Linked DNA regions of Mus musculus: regions 2 and 3 are each linked to region 1. A link is a contact called in public promoter capture Hi-C data. All regions are on one chromosome and are shown on one strand. The core of a region is the stretch at or near the end of the contact, and the rest is flanking DNA. Distances in the headings are between cores, read along the strand shown.

Region 1 (3,684 bases), core at 624-3,123:
GGGTGGGGAGAGAATGAATACTAAGGAACAAAAGAGGATACTGTCAATCTAAAAAAAAATCAATATAAAAAAATCAATATAACCATATGTATAGGACTAGAACAAAATACATGAAAATAGTTATTATTTGGTCCATACATTTATAAATAATTATTGTTTTAGCTGCTGTTTTCCAAACCCTCCACAAAGGGAATGTGGTATTTGGGTCAATGGGGTTTCTGAGGGTAAAGGTGCTCTTGTGTAAGCCTGATGACCTGAGTTCTAGCTCCAAATTCCACACCAATGAACTGACTCCTGAAAACTGTTCTCACAGTGCCACGTATGTGCTCTGGCACACATGTACATGGAGGCACATGCACAGACACACAATAACTTTTTAAAAAGCACTCCGACACCTCTATACCTCTATACCTGCCCAAAAGGTTATAATAGATTTTCAGATTAAAGAATCACAATGATTAATTGTTGAGTTCTTATCAAATGTTGCTTCCTCTGTGAATCAGACTGTTGCCCCACTATGGGGCCTTAGAAGCCCCTGTCCAACATTCTTGTACTGCTCATCAACCATAGGGAATTGTTTACAATATCTTCAGAAACCTCGGCGCTCTTTGAAAGAAGAAACTGATTCCCCATCTCTGAATCAACAGGCTCTAGCACAAACTAAACATTCTAAGGCTCATGCCCCAGAAAACCAGTGAGTAGGAGTATTCTAAATTCGATCACATTTTCCCTGAGATTTCCTCCACAGCTGCGACGACCTGGGGAGGCCTGTGGGAAGATTTGGAAGGAAAAACTGCTTTTGAAGAGCCAGAACTGAGGTTTCAGAGACCCTGGAGAAAACAGAGCTGATCCAAGTTGGATTTTCCTGACCTCTGCCGAGACTGTCACGTGGTGGCGCATAGAGAATTCCCTAATTCTGTTTATCCCTTTGGAATCTCTCATCCTTTCTAGGACTTCCCCTGGGAACAGGGGAAACCCCAGTGCTAGGGACTGGGCTGTGTCACCAATAACTGCATTTAATCCCAAACCACAAATAATGTTAAGTATCAGGGAAGGGTGTGGTTGTCAGTTAGGATACACTTCAGTCGTCTCTAAATATCTTCCAGAAGTTTCTTCCAAAGAGCTTTTTAGAGCCAAGTAGAGTCAAGAAGGGGGCTCCGAAACAGATCTTAGTAATATTGGCCACAGCTGAAACTATCGACCAAGCAAAATCACAAACTGTACCAGGAAAGGTGAACCCTGTAACAAAGAAGCTCCTGAAGCTGACAAGCACTAGGACACGCCCTGATCCTCACCACTCAGTGGTGGCAAGGCTAGGCTGAAGCCCAGGGGCCTTGCTTCTGCACTCAACACAGGCGACCCCAAGACCAGGTCCTAGAGCAAGCTAGGTGTAGAAGCGTTCCTCCTGCTTATCTAGGAAATTATTCCTAACCCTGCAGGTTCTCGCAGAGGCTCTTGGCTCTGGTTCTGGCCATTGTGCCTCCCGAGACGGCTGGATTCTTATTTCTACACTCACCCACTTTCTAAAATCAAACCTGAGAGGAAGGGCACGGCCCTGGATGAGAATGCCCTGAAATACTAAGAGCATTCTTCCGCAGGGACGTTTACAATAGGGCTGTCCCTGGGGACGGGCAAAGTTAGTCTGTTGGCAGAGTGGGAAGGGTGTGTGTGTGCGTGTGTGTTGCCTTGTGTTTTGGAGAGAGAAGGAGAGAGAGAGAGAGAGAGAGAGAGAGAGAGAGAGAGAGAGAGAGAGAGAGAGAGAGAGAGAGAGAGCGCTGGTGGGGCGGGGTGGGGGGCAGGAAGGGAGGGATGGGTGGGGAGGGCAGATGCCTGCCCTCCAGGCTCCTCCCGCTCCGGGGCGCCTCCGCCCTCTGTACCCGCCTCGCGTACAAAGACGCGCGGTCTTCGGCACTAGCCTCATCGTGGTGTGCCCAGCTCTTCCAAGGACTGCTGCGCTTCGGGGCCCAGGTGAGTCCCGCACCTAATATCTGCCCTCTGGGAACCCCACACCCGCTTGCTTCGGCCTCCAGCCAGGCTTCGCGAGGAGCCGCGCCCCGCGAGCCTGGGTGGGGCCACCCCTCCAGCTCGCACACTGCTTCGGATGCCCCCAGACTCGCTGGGGCGGAGGCCAGTCTTGTCTGGAGCTACCCCATCCTGGCGTTGGAGCCGCTGTTCTGTTCTCCTTTTCGGCATGTGGTTCTTCATTCTCATCTTTTCTACTTTGCAACTAGTCTTAGAGTTAACTGGAGTTTAGCAGAACCTGCTTGCGCTCTGTCCTAGTTGGCAGTTCCATGAAGCTTCAGGCTACAGGCAGAGCTCAGGCTGTTTGAGCCGCTTTGGCCAGGGAGGACTGGAGGCTTGGCAGCTGGAGGATTCCCTTTCTGAAGGACCCTGCTCTGCTTGTTGCCTTAGCCTCAGTGCAAATTCCAGGTTGCTTCGGAAGGATCTTTAAAGTAGGACTTTCTGTCTCTCTACCAAGTGTTCCTCTAGCTACTCGGATTAAATAAAGGGAACCAGAGAGAGATGGAACGAGAGAGCAGGCTTGGTGAAGAATCTTCAGTCTGGGATTAATTTTCATGTGGTGCAGTGAGAGGGACGTACCTGCTTCACGGCCTGAGCTTGGCAACAGGAATGACTGACCTCTTTCCTAGCCCTGCCTGGGAGGACTCTGGAGAAATTGCTGAGTGGGTGGCAAGCAAAACAGAAATGTGACAGACCAGCAGAGCCCGGATCCACATTCTGAAATCCACAGGACCCACCTCCCTCATTTTCCTACCCCCACCCCCCACCCCAGGAAAGCCAGACACATTCTGCAGGGTGGGGCTAGCACAAAGGGTTCCTGGATTCTCCTAGTGATCTGTGGCCTGTGACTCAGCTGTGAGACCTTGGGTGTGGCCTAGCTGGTTGCTGATTCTCTGTGGATGGTTTGAACAGATCGCTCCCTGAAGGAAAAGAGGAACTGTGCCATCTTCCAGGGCATTTTCCAAGAGGAAATGAGTCACAACTAACTGGCCACCAACCTGCAGGAGGGGTTTCTTGTCTGAGCTGCCTGGAAGGGCAGTAATTAGACTGGCAGAACCATTCCAAGTCTGTCTCTCTCCCCCCCGCCCCCCCCATTCCCCAAGCTTCAGTTTCAGCTTCCAGGAGTGGATTTTTGCATGTTATACTTCAAATTAGGTAGAAACTCTCTGTCAGAGAGCTTGCCTTCGGTGTGTTTCAGCAAATTGCAAACGATAATGCCCGACGTTGGAGCAGGAAGGAGGAGTTCATATAACTCCCTGAAATTTCATTTACCTTAGTCCTCCTCCCATTGCCTATGCACTGTCACTGACAGTCTAAGAGTAGTGTTGTTTGTTTGTTTGTTTGTTTGTTTGTTTGTTTTTGGTCTGCTTGGCATAGAGCAGTTATTTGGGTTCCCCTAATTTCTGAGTGATGCTGTTCCCTGGCTTTTCCTAAATACAACATCAAATGGGCCGTTGTCCTCTTATGCCTGGCCTCTGGCCAGCCTCTGAGCAGTCACCCCAATGTGGTCAGGCCCTGGGCTGGGTGGGGCTGAGGCTGGATACCTCCCTGCTTTCTACTGACAGGAGAGAGAGAGAGAGAGAGAGAGAGAGAGAGAGAGAGAGAGAGTGTGTCATGGAGTCATGTCTCCCCACCTCCCAGCAAATACATAAGTATTTGATA
Region 2 (4,041 bases), core at 1,024-3,523, 540 kb before region 1:
CCTATTTTTTTTATCATTATTATACAATCTCTTCTGAAGCTAAAAGACATGAGGGAGGCTAAGAGGTCTTACCTAACCTTAACAGTAAACTCTATGCTTACAAAGACTTCTATTCTAGTACAGTTTGTTCCAACTGCCACAAACAGAGGAGTCCTGTGGTTCCTGGTCATGCCTCAGCTTCATAGATCAGACATAAAAGATGGTGAGTTCCAGGCTCCTGGTAAGCATAGAAAATTTTCTCATCCAGCAAGCAAAAGTCAATTGTTTTCCACCAGAAAAAGAAAAATGAGAAAAGGATAGGGAAGGGGGGGGGGAGAAGTAGAAAAGAAGGGAGGAAAAGAAAAGAGGAACGAAGAGAAAACATTCAACAGAACTGAATTCAAATTCCTAAACTTGCCATTTCAAACCAGACTCCCTCGGTTGTCTGGGCCTGGGGACTGGGCAAGGCTTGCTCTAGGAGGAACTCCGAGTTTCCAAATCACTTCGAGTAGACCAAGCTAAGCACACCAATTAACAAAATGATCTCCGGAATCTTGCAGTCATCTCCATCTTGCAGGCATAGAAGTGACTCTGAGCTTAACGTTAGTTTCCCTTCTGTAAAATGGACGCAGCAGCAGCCACCACAGTGAGTCATTACACAAAGTAGATGAGACTGCCTACCCCAAATCCTGAGAACTCGCAGAGAGTTAATGTGTTTGTTCTCCTTCAGGCATGAGCCTTTGAGGGGTAGGTAGTATAAAATAAGAAAACTGAAGGCACGGATGGAGGAATAAATAGGAAAAGAAGCGTTCATAGGAGGTAGAAGCTTTATTATTATGTCTCCAGGCGACAATCAAATCAGGAGGCCTGTTTTGAACACTGCTGTGCACAACCTCCTGCCCATAGCGTGATCTGAAGTCCCACCCCTGACTTGTATCCCCTGGGAGGAAAATCAACGTTAGAGGACAGGTCTAAGAACAGGGTGAAGTTTCTGAACATCAAAGTGCAGTTAGCTTAAGGGAAACCAAACTCCTAGGCCGGTCCTTCCTGTTACTACTATGGAGGACTGGGTGAGAGCAGCAAAGACGCTGTGCGATGCCAGCTGTTCCGGAGAAGCTCTGTAGGCTTTCAGCAGCCACCGGAGCAGCAGCCTGAACTCTGATTGTTGCAGGAGCGTTGAGACCTTTGGCTTCCTCCGCAGCAGCAGCCGCAGCCGCCAGAGCGCTGTCGGCGGCGTCTCCTGGGAAAGCAGCAGCAGCCGGTGGAACTGGAGCCGCAGCAGCCAGAGTCACCACCGCAGCCGCCCCCGCAGCCCCTGCAGCAGCCTCCGCCACAGCAAGAGGAGGAGGAGGACGCGGGGGCAGGAGTCGGGGCGGGGCAGGGGGCGGAACTCTGGGAAGACCCTTTGGAAAAGCCTTTGGCGCCCTGTTGAGACATCTCGGCGTTTGTCAAGATGAATCTGAAAGAAAGACAATCTTTTTTAAAACCCCGCCTTTTCTTCCCTATAGTGGAACACAGAACTTTAAGTATTTGCCTTAGAGAAAAGTCTGTCTGGCTTTGGGACAAGAGGAATAAAAGAAAGAAAGAAAAAGAAGGGAAACAAAGAAACAAACTCAAACAGGAGCTTCCAGTGGTGGAGGCACAAAGCAGGAAACAGAATTTGAAAAGGATCAGTGCAGTCTCCCTGACTGACATTAGGACCATCCAAGAGCTCCATGATGGAAAATAAAGAGCATACGGCTGCAATTTATCTATATGACTCAATCAAAAATCTCTTGGCTTCAGCCTTTTCCTAACTGTACTTTGACCACGCAGCTCTTTCAAGTGGTAATCTCAGTTAATATCGTATAAGCATCACATCGGTCAGAAAACACACAAGTATTACCTGTGTCCCTCTGTCTTGGGTATAGAGAATTCGAAAACACAAAAGCGTGCTCTGCACCTTCTTTCTTGCCTGTCCTTCACATTATAAGGAAAAGGCAGAGAATAGGAATAACTTAACCAGGGAACCTAAAGACCCGGGTTACTCAAAGCTCTTTACAGTCTGGAAAACCTTTCAAAGGTCAGCGCCATGCCAAGCCTTTGCATCTTCATAGGCAACACAAAAGGCTGGCTCACTGGAAGCCAGATTCCAACAGCTACATTCTGGCTGCATCCTACTTCCTCCTTTCTGTCTTCCATTCTCCCCAGCTTCCTCCCCCAGACACCCCGCTTAGATACTTACTAGACCTTGGCTCCACAGGAAGACTCACTCAGTTCTCCAACTGGAACTTGACACCTGCTAGGCAGAAGACTGAACAGTGTATGGCCAGAGAAGCTTTTATAAGATTCCAACAAGTCCAGGTCCTTGGGAGGAGCCCATTTCTCAACAGACATGCTCAGCTGACACTTACATCCCAGAAGCATTCATCACTCAGATAGCACTGTAGGTGGTGCACGTGGACAACCAAGTCACTTCACAGAGGTGCCAGGATTGCTGTGGTGTGTTTACTTTTCAAACCGGATACTGTTCATAGCTGGGAGGGCTGTATGTGCTTAGAGAAGGCCTGGGGGGGGGGGGTCAAATGAGGAGAGGTCCGGGGTTCTCTCTTAAACACTGTATACACACACACAGCAGGAGGGGAGGAGAACACCTGCACTGTTCTACTTTCTCACACTTATTCATGTATAGCTATCTCCTTATCATTTATTGTCTTATTTGCATCTCTATGGCCCTTGGTTCTTGTCTTTCATAGCAGGCTGCAGGCTATGTGATGAACCCTCTGGCTTTTATCCAGATGCTTCTAGAGAGCACTGAAGGAAGATGATGGTGGGGATGGAAATCACAACGGTGGTTTCTTCCTGTCACCATTAACAGGAAGAATAGCCCAGGCAAGGTTAAGGGACCAATAAGACCAAAAGAAGTCACTTGACCATATTCCCATTATGTAACCCTGATGGATCGCAGACAAAAATGGTTGAGGAGTATAGGCCTATTGGAAAATAGTAAGCTGGTTAGCCTATGGAGCTCCTGTTTCTGATATCATCTCCTTAAGGATAGATTGTCCCTAGAACTACTGACAAATAGGAAAAAGACAAAATAAAACAAAACAAAATGAAAAGGATAAAATAAAAGAGCAAAGAAGAAAAAGGAGGAAAATAAAAGGGGGAACGGCCTGAAAGTTCCCATAGTAATTGTTGCGTTTCGATTAGCTGATTTATAAAACTGGAGGAAACTTTGGAGGTCAACTGCCTCTGATTCAATCATTGGAACTACCTGGTCACACCAACCATGAGTATGAGACATAAGAGAATCTAAGATTAAGAATTCAGGGATTAAGAGTGAGATAGGTTTTGGGGTGCATTGCTGGGTGTGGCATGAGGAAACAGACAAGGAAAGACAAGTCATAGAAGATACCCATTTCATTTACCATGGCTTTAGAGCCTGATTAACAGGTTGCTTACTGAACCAGAGCACCTGGCAAGAAGAGGTAAGACATTCCAAGAAGAGAGATCAATGTTAGAAAAGAGAAGGAAGTAATGAAGTACTAAGTTAGATGTGGGTTCTCCTCTGGAAAATTATGCAAAAGGTGAAGAAAACCAGGGTGATAGGAATCATTATGGAGAGATCAAGTAGATACTCACTGTATGGACTCCTTACCCCAACTTTATGCATCACTGTTAACTCTTATCAACCGAGGAGCTAACTGCTTATCTTGTATAGAAAGGCAGACTTGCAGTTATCTATTCTATCATAAATATTTTTAGTATCTCCTGAGGAAGCCATCCCAACCCTAAAGGAATATTACATGAACATCCAAACTCAGTGACTTAAGTACCCTTGACTCCATCACACACACACACACACACACACACACACACACACACACACACACACATACACAGGCATGCACACATGCACCACCACCACTACCACCAGGCGGGGGTAATTTTTGGCTGAGATGGTTTCTTTATTCTCTATTCAAACCCAAACCTAAAATTCTAAGGTTCCAAGAATAGTGGACTCCCAACATTTCACAGCTGTCTCCTCAGCTTACTTCTCTAGAAATGCTCTGCACTCAG
Region 3 (3,683 bases), core at 985-3,484, 860 kb after region 1:
TTACATAGAATAGAGGCTGGAAAGATTGCTTACCAGTTAAGACACTGGCTACTATTCTCTAGAGGACTCTGGTTCAGTTCCCAGCACTCACATGACAGCTCACAACCACTTGTCACTCCAGTTCCAGTGGATCCAAGCCTCTGTAGGCACCAGGCACACACATGGTGCACATATATGCATGCGGGCAAAATACTCATAAAAATAAGATTTAAATAAAAATGGAAAACAGAGTAAACTTGAAAGAGAGGGAAGTGCTTACTTCTAACATATGTACAATGAATAACTATTAGGATTTAGTAAGTAGTAAAATATTAACAAAGCATGTAAACAACTTGCATAAAGTACAACTTAAACACATTACATGCAGCCTTACTTACAATAAATGAAATGAAAATCAAAGTTGCAATAACATGTTAATTTCTATTATTGGGTTGTCCAAAAAAAAAAAATCAGGCTGTGTGACAACATATGGTGTCAGTATGCTATCATACAGGTCCTTTTCATGCATGCCTGGTAGGTGCAAAACTTTTTAAACTTCTGTGGAAGGCAATCTGGCAATACTAAATCAAAGCCTTTTCAAATATTGTTAACTGAATAAAAACTGGAAAAAATGTTTGTGGGAAAATCTTTGCAAAGCTGTGTACATTCAAATGAAATAACAAGGCACAATTCTTTGAGCTAATGTTTGTATTCGTTAAGTAGTTACCATGGGGATAGTCATTTAAAAGCAAAATTAATCTGAGCATGGTGATACATGCCCAGGTGCATCTCTAAGTTTGATTCCAGCCTCATCTACAAAGAGAGACCCTGTCTCAAAACAACAAAACAAAACTGGTCCACCCAAAGAGTTCCAAGCCATCCACGACTATATAGAGATACTGTGTCTTATAAGTAAAAAAAAAAAAAAATTAAAGTGCAAAGTGAAGTATGCTTAAAAGTAAACATGTTAAAAGTTCTGGTTAAATACATCTTCTATATCCCTGTCATATCTTGAGATTTAACTAAGAGTCAGAAAGGTAGTTGCTTTGAAACACTAACATATATAAAAAGGAAGTTATAAAATTATATCTATAGCATGTTTTCAGCTGTGCAAAAATACATTTACGTGTATTTTAAGTGTGGGATGAAAAATTTCCCAAGAAACTGGTTGTACTGGTTGCCTCTGAAGGGACATTTTCTTCAATAACCTTTTGTTACTTGTGAATCTTCTTGAAAGTGCATGTATTATTTACCCAAATATATATTTTGGATGACTAGAAGGCGAGCATGTTTGCAAGCCCAGCTACTCAAGAGCCTAAGGGAACAAAATTTGAGAACAGCCTGGACAACATAGCAACATATAACAGTAGTAGTGGTAATAATAATAATAATAGGAAATTGACCCAAAGACATCTGGGTCAGACACAATGCTAGCTATGTTCACTCAACAAATGTTTAATGAGTATTCATCATGTGCCAGCACAAAACATCTCCTGGAGACTCGGAGCGACTGTGCCCTCGCCTCAAAGTGAAGGTGGTAGCAGGGCCAACCGTTCCTAACGGTTCGGGAACGACCCAGACGGCGGCTGGAATTCAGTTTTTCAAGCAAACCGCTGCCTGCCAAATCCTCCCCCTTCCACAGGTCCACGGCCCCGGGGCAAGGCAGGGGGCCCCTGCTGGCGCGCTCCTCCCATAGCTGCCTTACCCAGGTGGTGGCCACGGTGACTTTCGGTCCACGTGGCGTGTGCAGCGCCCGCCCCCATTTCACTCCTTTAACATAGTTGCTTTCCTGTCCCCTGGCTAAGATGGGGGTAGGGGGTCCATCCAGGCAGAAATTCTTAACAGATAAAGTGGCGCCGCAATCAGGAGGTGGCTTCCCCCAAGGCCGCTGGCCGCGGAATGACTCCGTAGGCCTCGGGACACCCACGAGTGACCCAATCCCCCGACCCTCGGAGCGCCAAAGTCCCTCGCGGCTTAAAGCAGCACAACCTCCTAGAGGAGGACCGAGGACTCCAGAAGCCTCTAATTGGCTGTTTAATTCTCAGCAGGTGCGAGCTCCATTAAAAGCATCGGCTTCCCCGGGCTCTAACTGGCTGTGGACGTGGGCGGGCTTGGATTTTCATCCGGGTAATTGGACTTGAGCGCGCACCAGCCACGTCGCTCACGGCAGTCCGCAGAAGGATTGGCTGCGGCGGAGGAGCGCGATTGGTCAGACTTCAAAGTGAGCGTTGATTGGTGAGGATGCGCTGCGGGGGCGGAACAAGCGGCTGCTGAAAAGCGACCCGCTAGGCGGCTGCGCTGAGGGAGCGACAGGGCGGCGGCGGCGGGGGTGAGGTGCGAGGCGAAGCGCAGAGCGCGCAACTCTGGAGGAGCGGTAAAGGCAGGGCGCGAGAGGGAAGTTTGGGGTGTGGGAGAAGCAGAGCGGTAGGGACCCTGGCAATTGGAAGACCGAAGCGCGGGACTGAGGGTCGGGAGGCGTGGGACACTTGGGGGCTAGGAGTGAGGCCCTCGCGGATCACCGCGTGGGGCAGCTGTGCTGGGAGCTAATAACCAGACTCAGATCAGGGGCTCTGGGCCGGGGAGCTAGGCCCCCAGGATTGATAGGACGTTCACCACAACTCAGCACTCCTAAGCCGGCTCTCTTTGAAACGAGGGACCTTTTATTAATTTGCCTTTTACCTTCCTCAACTTAGTCCAGTGACTGTTTGTAGCTGCAGGGTGTTTTGTTGCAAGGTGTTTTGTTTTCTTTTAGTGGCGGAGCCTGTGACAGTCAGCTGGTTTTGAACTCAAAATCCTCCAGCCCTTGCCTCTGAAGTGGTGGAAGTACAGTACAGGCCAGCACCAGAACGCTCTAGATTGGATTGATTGTCTATCAATCTTCCTTTCTCAAATTTACTTGTAATATCTGGTTAGATTTGCCTGTTGGTTGGTTGGTTGGTTTTTGTTTTTGTTTTTGTTTTTTTAAGGTTTATATATTTTATATATGTGAGTGCATCGCTGCTGTCTTCAGACACACCAGAAGAGGGCGTCAGATCCCATTACAGATGGTTGTGAGCCACCATGTGGTTGCTGGGAGTTGAACTCAGAACCTCTGGTAGAGCAGTCAGTGCTCTTAACCGCTTAGCCATCTCTCCAGCTGATTGGTTGGTTTTTGAGACATCTCTTGTAGTTAACCCAGACTGGTCAAGAACTTGTCCTGTAGCCATCCTTAAACTGCTGATCCTTCTACCTCCACCTTTCAGGTACTGGTATTTGGGAGATTGGACACCTGGCTTCCTTACCATCACCACTCCCAAACAGGATTTCATGTCACCCACAGTGGCCTTGTACTTGTTATGAATGAATTTAGGCTCTAGTTCTTTCTGTCTCCACCTCCTCTCTGTTGGGGTTATATGCATGTGTTGTCACACCAGGCTCAGACCGCTTTGGTGTTTTAAGTAAAATCCTGGTTGGTTTGCCTGATTTGAGTTCACTAGCCTATCCCTTATGATATTATCCCTTAGTAACACACTTAGCACAAATTTACTTGTAATATCTGGTTAGATTTGCCTGTTGGTTCAAATGGATATCACCCAGCAAACCTGTCCTCGTCACAGGCATTTACCCTGTGACATATACTCCGTCCACAAAAATCAGTGTTTTCTGGCATACCATCTACCAGGTGTCCCATTCAGAAACTTTATAACTAACTCCTTTACTTTGCC

Evidence for each region. Promoter capture Hi-C pulls out the DNA fragments that hold promoters and counts their contacts. Capture Hi-C pulls out chosen DNA fragments and counts their contacts.
Region 2: a promoter capture Hi-C map of embryonic stem cells shows a contact between it and region 1, with 5 read pairs. The contact joins the promoter of Crct1 here to the promoter of S100a10 in region 1. A contact is called at or near these places in 2 of 39 promoter capture datasets (cranial neural crest and embryonic stem cells) and 1 of 484 Hi-C or Micro-C datasets (cortical neurons).
Region 3: a contact with region 1 is called in a promoter capture Hi-C map of adipose tissue. The contact joins the promoter of Tdrkh here to the promoter of S100a10 in region 1. A contact is called at or near these places in 3 of 39 promoter capture datasets (cranial neural crest, maxillary cranial neural crest and pre-B cells) and 1 of 9 other capture datasets (adipose tissue).

The regions. Positions count from the first base shown.
Region 1 is chr3:93,553,244-93,556,927 of GRCm38.p6, forward strand. It overlaps S100a10 (S100 calcium binding protein A10 (calpactin)), which reads left to right and starts at 1,874. Exons shown (of 3, transcript NM_009112.2): 1 at 1,874-1,968.
Region 2 is chr3:93,013,413-93,017,453 of GRCm38.p6, forward strand. Crct1 (cysteine-rich C-terminal 1) reads right to left here and starts at 2,274. Exons shown (of 2, transcript NM_028798.3): 1 at 2,204-2,274; 2 at 793-1,438. The coding sequence starts at 1,416. The coding sequence ends at 1,108.
Region 3 is chr3:94,411,010-94,414,692 of GRCm38.p6, forward strand. It overlaps Tdrkh (tudor and KH domain containing protein), which reads left to right and starts at 2,235. Exons shown (of 14, transcript NM_001357711.1): 1 at 2,235-2,353. It overlaps 1700040D17Rik (RIKEN cDNA 1700040D17 gene), which reads right to left and starts at 1,946. Exons shown (of 2, transcript NR_152121.1): 1 at 1,685-1,946.